2 separate regions of the Mus musculus genome follow, and region 1 is linked to region 2. Evidence: chromatin contacts called from public promoter capture Hi-C data. All regions are on one chromosome and are shown on one strand. The core of a region is the stretch at or near the end of the contact, and the rest is flanking DNA. Distances in the headings are between cores, read along the strand shown.

What was found. Promoter capture Hi-C pulls out the DNA fragments that hold promoters and counts their contacts.
Region 1: a promoter capture Hi-C map of pre-B cells shows a contact between it and region 2, with 3 times the contacts expected there. The contact joins the promoter of Ralgds here to the promoter of Rabl6 in region 2. A contact is called at or near these places in 2 of 39 promoter capture datasets (liver and pre-B cells).

What each region holds. Positions count from the first base shown.
Region 1 is chr2:28,532,177-28,535,779 of GRCm38.p6, reverse strand. It overlaps Ralgds (ral guanine nucleotide dissociation stimulator), which reads right to left and starts at 2,316. Exons shown (of 18, transcript NM_001145835.1): 1 at 2,047-2,316. The coding sequence starts at 2,229.
Region 2 is chr2:25,607,145-25,610,622 of GRCm38.p6, reverse strand. It overlaps Rabl6 (RAB, member RAS oncogene family-like 6), which reads left to right and starts at 2,142. Exons shown (of 15, transcript NM_001024616.2): 1 at 2,142-2,510. The coding sequence starts at 2,381. It overlaps Ccdc183 (coiled-coil domain containing 183), which reads left to right. Exons shown (of 14, transcript NM_029859.1): 10 at 1-153; 11 at 830-998; 12 at 1,082-1,192; 13 at 1,267-1,363; 14 at 1,830-1,994. The coding sequence ends at 1,948. Fcnaos (a long non-coding RNA gene) reads right to left here and starts at 1,293. Exons shown (of 8, transcript XR_003954003.1): 1 at 1,154-1,293.

The DNA of each region.
Region 1 (3,603 bases), core at 1,067-3,566, 2.9 Mb before region 2:
GACAAAATGCATGCAAATTATTTAGCCTAGGCTCTTCCACCAAGCCCCAGCGGCTGTTAGCTTTTATGTTAAGCCCCTGGTTACAGTTCCCAAGGTCTCAAAATCTGAGGTACTCTCACCTTCTCCTGGACTCTAAGCCTCCCCATCACTCACCCGACAAAGGCTTTTTTGCAGTGCTTGGGTCAAGCTCTATCCACGACCTTTGCGGGCTTCTACTGCTCACTAGCCATCTCTGCTGGGTCCTGCTTCTAGATCTTATATGTACCAGACACCCTACCCCCAACCCCAGGGAACACTGTGCTGAAGTCCTGTCTGCGACCCTTTCTGACAATGTATTTATTTAGGTCAGGGACTTCACCTCTCTGGCCTCCAGCCTCTTAGCAGATGGCACTGGCATCTGAGCTGGAGGTCTGTGTGAGCCGGGAGGAACACGGTATTGGTGCCTGCTGCCTGTGAATGCTACAGATTCACAGTCACTCTCGCCAGGATGAAGCTGAAGCAAGCCTGTGGCAGGAGCATAAACCTCGTGACCTCTATAAAGCAGACTGGGGCAGGTCAAGCTAGGTCGGTGGTGGCTTGACTTAGAACTGAGAGAGTAGGCAGATGCCCAGATGTGTGAGGACATCTGGCAACCCCAGGCTGATGGAAACAAATGACAGAAGACGAAAGGCAAAGACAGAGAGTGCAGGGACCTTAATTGGATTGATTTCATTTCTGGACCTGGGTCTGCTACCAGGAAACCAGACTCAGGATGGGGATGGGAGGGAATTATTGGCAAAACAGACAGGGATTTCCCTGCCCCCTCCCCCAGGCGAATGCTAAATGGTCATTGTGTTCAGTTTCCGGCTGTGGCCTCCTCTCCTGCCAGGACCCTGGCTTTCCTGACCCAGCCAGAAGCTTCCCTCTGATTTCTAAACGGTGACCAGGCTGCATGACAACACAGAGGCCTGGAGAGAGGGCAGCAGAGGAGGCACAGATAGCAGCAACCCATGCAGGAACAGAACCTTTCAACAGCCCTGCCACAAAGGGTCCTTAGGGATGTAGCCAGACAGAGTCAGAGAGAAGCTTGACACCCCCCTCCAGGAGTGATCAGGCTAGGCCCTTCCAGCACACAAAGCCGGAGACTCTGCCAGACATAATGAAAGCCAGATGAGTGCAGGGCTGGTGGTGGGCCGCCCACCACCAAGCTCCCCGGAGTCCCTCCCCAGCCGCCTCCAGGATGAGACCACTGGGTGAATGAGCAGCCTGGCTTGGGACACCTGCCAAGCACAAGAGGCCTCCTAGGCCTGGGGGCCCCATGACCAGAAGTTCCCGAGTATGCTTTGTCTGAGCCTTCTCTAGGCAGAGCAGGATGCAGGGCTGCCTTGGGATTCCACTACCCCTGGGGCATGGTGGCAGGTGTACACTAAGGTGAAAGGAAGAGGGCACTGCTGGGTGTCCCTGCCCAGGACACTAGAAACAAGCTCCTACCCACATTCACTATTCCCACCACCCACACATAAGGGCATGGTCTCTGAATCTTCCAGCCCATCCCACTCCCTTCCTGCCACTGCCTCCTCTGAACAGCCTCGATGTTCCCGGGTCATTAGACCTATGTCTGACTCAGTGATGGGTATTCAAAGGCCCCTGAGGTCCCACTCACCTCTGGGGAGTTTAGGGCTGTGCCACCACAACCACTTGCTGGCCCACTATATTGTGGCCTCCTCGTGTCACGCGCCCCATTGACAAGGGTTTGAAATGAGGATAGGCCCTCGTGGTTGGAGCATTCACACACCACAGGCGTGTAAATAGTGACAGCATGGAGGGGCTTAAAGGTTTGACTGACTGCAGTAATTGGGGTTGTCACACCTGTGATGAGTGGGAGCAGGTACTGGGATGAATTGAGGGGGCACGGGAATTCAGCTCTGATTCCCCACCTACTGCTGAGGGTGTGCTGGAAGCTGTAATGCCCAACTGGCTGCCCCAGGGCTGATACAGCAGGGGGACTTCTGAGGAAGGAACCCCCCAGCCACACACAATGCTGCAAAGGACGTTGGGCTCACCCACCTCCAGGCGCGGCAGATCAGGGTCGAGCTGCGTGAAGCTGTGCAGCACCACTGGGCAGCTGTCGGGGACGCCCACCTCCAGGCGCACGGCGTCCCACACGCTGCGGCTGCGCCGGGAACCGGGAAACAACGGCTCGGTGCCCCCTATGGGCCCGGCCGCCTCAGCCCACATGCGCTGCACCATGGACGACTCACGGTGGCGCGGGTGGCCGGCGGGCCGCGAGACCCGGGGCAGCGCGGGGCGCAGGGCCGGCGCGGCTCCGCGCTGCCTGCGCTCTGCGCCAGAGGCCGGGCCTCGCTGATGTCAGCTGGGGGCGTGGGCTGCTGGGGGAGTGGTTTCAGAGGGGGCGTGGGCCTCCTCTAGTTGGCAGGCCTGGTGGACAGCGCTTGCATACACAGTCTATGTATTGTGTGGGCGGCCCGTGATGCTGTTTTGCTGAAATCAGATCCACTTCCCGGGAATTCCAGTTACAACACCCCCTAGCTCTGTAGCCTCAGTTTCTTCACCTGGAAAGTATGGGTAATGAAAATGACTTCCTCCAAGAGTGTGACTGGGAGGATGTCAATGAGGTCACTGACTATGTGCTCATATATTAGAGTATGGGGAAGGGTGACCCTGAGGATTGATTGGGCTCAGTGTCCACAGGGCGTTGGCATCCAGTCCAAGCTCCATTGGGAGAGGGATGCTTCCAGCCTCAGCTCCAGTCACCACAGTCATGCACAAACTAGACAAACCTACTATGCAAAAGCAATGCTGGTTACCACTAGGTGAGGTGGCGTACTTTTAAAGGCTTGTTTATTTTATTGTATGTGTACTGTTATTTGCCATGCATGTGTGTACATTGCAGACATGGTAGACGCTGATGCCTGAGGGGAACAAACTGTGAATGCTGGGCCATCTCTCCCGCCACAAGGCCTAAATTTTCTTTGAAATTTTTAATTGTCAGAAAGTATTTTTATGAACAGGCTCCAGTGAATATGATTTAAGAAAAAGATAGGCAGATTTGGCTAGGTGTGGAGATCCCCTAAGGCTGCTCAGAAGCCCGGGCTCTGCCCTATCTCCAGGAAGTCCAGGCGTGTGGGGGTATATCACAGGAAGGCAGTGGCTCCCACACATTCTGTAGGCTTTTCCCCAGCCCCATTCCTGGGCCAAGGACCCGGCAGCAGCTCAGCTTTGTTTCCTGACCCTGCTGCTCTCTCCTATTCTGGCTTTCTTTTTCTAAGGGCCACTTCTCTCTGATACTTAGTCCCCAGGCGTCAACCCTGCGGGCAGGCCGTCGGCAGGCAGGCTGCCTCCAGACACACTAATTGCAGGGATGGACGGTGGCAGAGGTGAGGTTCCATCATCTACTCTGCTTTTCTGGTTGCTGTCCACCTGTTTTATCAAGTTCCTTTCCTGTCTCGCTCTGCATTTCCCTCCTGGGAAGTCTGTTCATGGATATCACATGCACAGACACAGAAACACAGACACACATATGTGTAGGCAGATACACAGAGACATAAAGCCACACAGACAGACAGACAGACAGACAGACAAGCTCCTCACTCCCATAGGCCA
Region 2 (3,478 bases), core at 893-3,392:
TGGCCGCTTCCTAGCTCAGAAAAATACAGAGGAGAACCTGGAGCTACAGATGGAGGATTGCGAGGAGAGGCGGACACAGTTAGAGGCCCTGATGAAGAAGCTAGAACTTGAGGAGGCTGTGCTCAAGTTCCACCAGACTCCCAGCGCTGTTGGGTATGTTCCCCGGCTCCTGGATGGCTCCACAGGTACAAGCTAGTAGCTGCACATATCCACTGCCAGTGAATTTGTTCATCTGCAGAAGAGTTGAGGACCTGCCCGCTTGACGCTTAATTATGAGTCCCTGAAGTTGCCACCTGGTTCTGGACCCCTGTGGGCCTACCCTCACTGCTGTGCCCACCTCCCCCTCACTGCTGTGCCCACCTCCCCCTCACTGCTGTGCCCACCTCCCCCTCACTGCTATGCCCACCTCCCCCTCACTGGTGTGCCCTCCCCCCCTCACTGCTGTGCCCACCTCCCCCTCACTGCTGTGCCCTCCTCCCCCTCAGTGCTGTGCCCTCCTCCTCACTGCTGTGCCCTCCTCCTCCTCACTGCTGTGCCCACCCTCCCCCTCACTGCTGTGCCCACCTCCCCCTCACTGCTGTGCCCACCTCCCCCTCACTGCTGTGCCCACCTCCTCCTCCTCACTGCTGTGCCCACCTCCTCCTCCTCCTCACTGCTGTGCCCACCTCCCCCTCACTGCTGTGCCCACCTCCTCCTCCTCACTGCTGTGCCCACCTCCTCCTCCTCCTCACTGCTGTGCCCTCCTTCTCCTCCTCACTGCTGTGCCCTCCTTCTCCTCCTCACTGCTGTGCCCTCCTCCTCCTCACTGCTGTGCTTACCTCCCCCATAGCTTTAACTCTATCCAGAAGAAGATGAAGAACATGCTAGAAGAGGAAGAAGCAAGACTCAAGCAGGCCCAAAACAACATGAATAAGGGCCAGCAGCTGCTGCTGGTCATCCAGACAGGTATTGACAACCTCTACATCCGGCTCATCGGCATCACCTTGCCAACCTTCCAGGTATCAGCCCCCGGGGAGGAGATGCTGTGTACAGGGTCCCTGTGTGGGACCACAGGAAAACCAGCTGCTCCTCTGACCCACAGAAAGAAATAGCAGTCTCTAACACTCTTGATGTGTACGGCAAGCTGGATTATTGTGAGGGAAAGCTTATCTACCTGGCTGAGCGCATGCAAACGTTGTCCAGAAATGAGGAGGTAACCCTGGGCCATGGAGGGGTCCCCACAAAGCCCATGTGCTCTCCAAGATGATAATGGGTGCTGCCCTGCAGGTTGACACAAAGGTGAGGGACACCTTGGAGTCATCAACTCTAAAAGAGAAACATAATACCAGAATTACCTTTGAGGACCCAGAGGAGGACATGATAGGTGAGGCTCTACATGCCGGCCACAGGAAGATGGAGAAGGACGACAAGAACAATAGCTGCAACTAGATAGGGTCTGAACTCAAGACAAGAGATGGCATACATGGTGACTGGGCGCTGAAGGGAAAGGTTTTAATCGATAGACGTTACAGAGGTTTCTTTTTCTGAGACAAAAGGGACGTATATCATGGGATGGGCCAGAAGGGAGCCCAGACCGAACTTTTAGAAGAATTTCTGCTACAGAGGCAAGGTGGGGTGAAAGGATAAGGACAGCTAGTGTGGATAATCTTGGCAAATCCTAGTTGTCTGGCACCTGGCCTTAGGTGACTTAGGGCAGGGGTCTCCAGTCATTGATACATGTCTGAAATGAGCTCCCGGCAGGAGATGGCCTATGGCAGCAAACGCCAACAGGTAGAGGTGGGAGGCTTCTGGAAAGAGGGTGGCAGCCACTCCTTTTCTTGCCTGTTCAGAAACCTTCCAGTTTGCGGATGTGGACCATAGTTACGTCCCTTCGCGGGCGGAGATAAAGAAACAGGCCCAACAGCTGATCGAGGCGAAGCTCAAGGGAGCCAAAAAGAAGAAAAAGTAAACCTGTCTGGGCTGTAGTACAGAAATAAACATTTTTCCAGAACTACACTAGAGGAAGGAGAAACCTCGGGACTCTTGAGGACCGGGAAGCTGATCGTTGGACCAGAGGGGGTTGGTGGCGGCGAGGTGGAGATGCTAGAAAAGGGCGGGACCTAGTGCGCTCTCTGCGCATGCGGCGGCTACGTGTCCCTTTTAGCGTCCCGTAGCCGCGCCGGCGCCAAGATGGCGGCGCTGACGGGTGCCTGGCTGCCGCGCCGAGGGCCGTGGAAGCCGGAGCGGAGCCACAGAGGCTGAGGCCCCAGAACCTCGCTCGAGGCCGCGCCCGCTCCGGCCTCGGGGGAAGCCTGGGCCGGCCGGACATGGTGCGGGGTGCGCTGTGCTGCTGCCGCTGCTGAGCTCGCAGGCCAGCCCGGCTCGCACGTCCAGCAGGAACATGTTCTCCGCGTTGAAGAAGCTGGTGGGGTCGGAGCAGGCCCCAGGCCGGGACAAGAACATCCCCGCCGGGCTGCAGTCCATGAACCAGGCGCTGCAGAGGCGCTTCGCTAAGGGGGTTCAGTATAACAGTGAGTGCGGGCCGCGCCGTCGGGCAGGCCGGGGCGGCTGGCAGGGCCCGGGGCGGCCACCCAGCCTACTAGGGTCTGGAAGAATCAGAGGGTAGGGGCGGACGGGTCCCTGGGTTCTGAGTAGTGGTCGTTCCTTGAGGGACATCACCTGACAGGAGACCTCCAGAGAACAGCTGTGCGGCGACACTAGCGGAGCAGCGGTGGAGGACCCTGATTGGCGCGGGTACCCTGCGGAGAGAGACCATTACATAACCCGAGGGTGCGCGCGCGGGGCTGCGTGTGCCTGCCTCCTCTCCGCCCCCCGCGCCTGCTCTCACTTGAGGCTCCTGAAAGTCGGAGGCTCCTGAAAGTCGGTCGCCTGTGGGCCTTGAGCCTTGATTTTGTTTTTTTGTTTTTTGTTTTGTAAGGGATATGCTTTTTTTTTTTTTTTAATTTCAAGAGGCTCTTAACTCTGCATCCCTGACCCCACAAGAAGAAAAGTCCGCTCTGCCCTTCGTTATAAATTATGTATGTTGTGCAGCGAGAAGCACACGGTTCTCTTGACCTCTTTAGAGTTTTTCCATTTGCAGGTTGAACAATCAAAAGATTCTTGGGCAATGTCGTGGTCTGATATTGTTTACTTCTAAACTATTTCTATACTGCAACATTTTTGAAGCGCGTGCGCGCACACATACATGCACTGGCACATACACACAGTTCACTGTAAGCTGTGCCTCACAGGGTCAGTGATATTTAGGTAATAATGTAACATTATGAAACTTACTAGGAGGATTTTTTGTGCAAATTTAGAAGCAAACAGTGTATGTGTGTTAACTTGGAAGTTTGTATTTCTCTTGACTGAGGAAGAGAATTGAGTCAAATATTCAGTGGTTTGTGTTCTTTGGAATCTATGTTTGGATTCTTTCGTTATTTTTATATAGTATTAATTTGCAGCCCAATTCTAGAAATTAGGCCTGAACTAGGAGCTT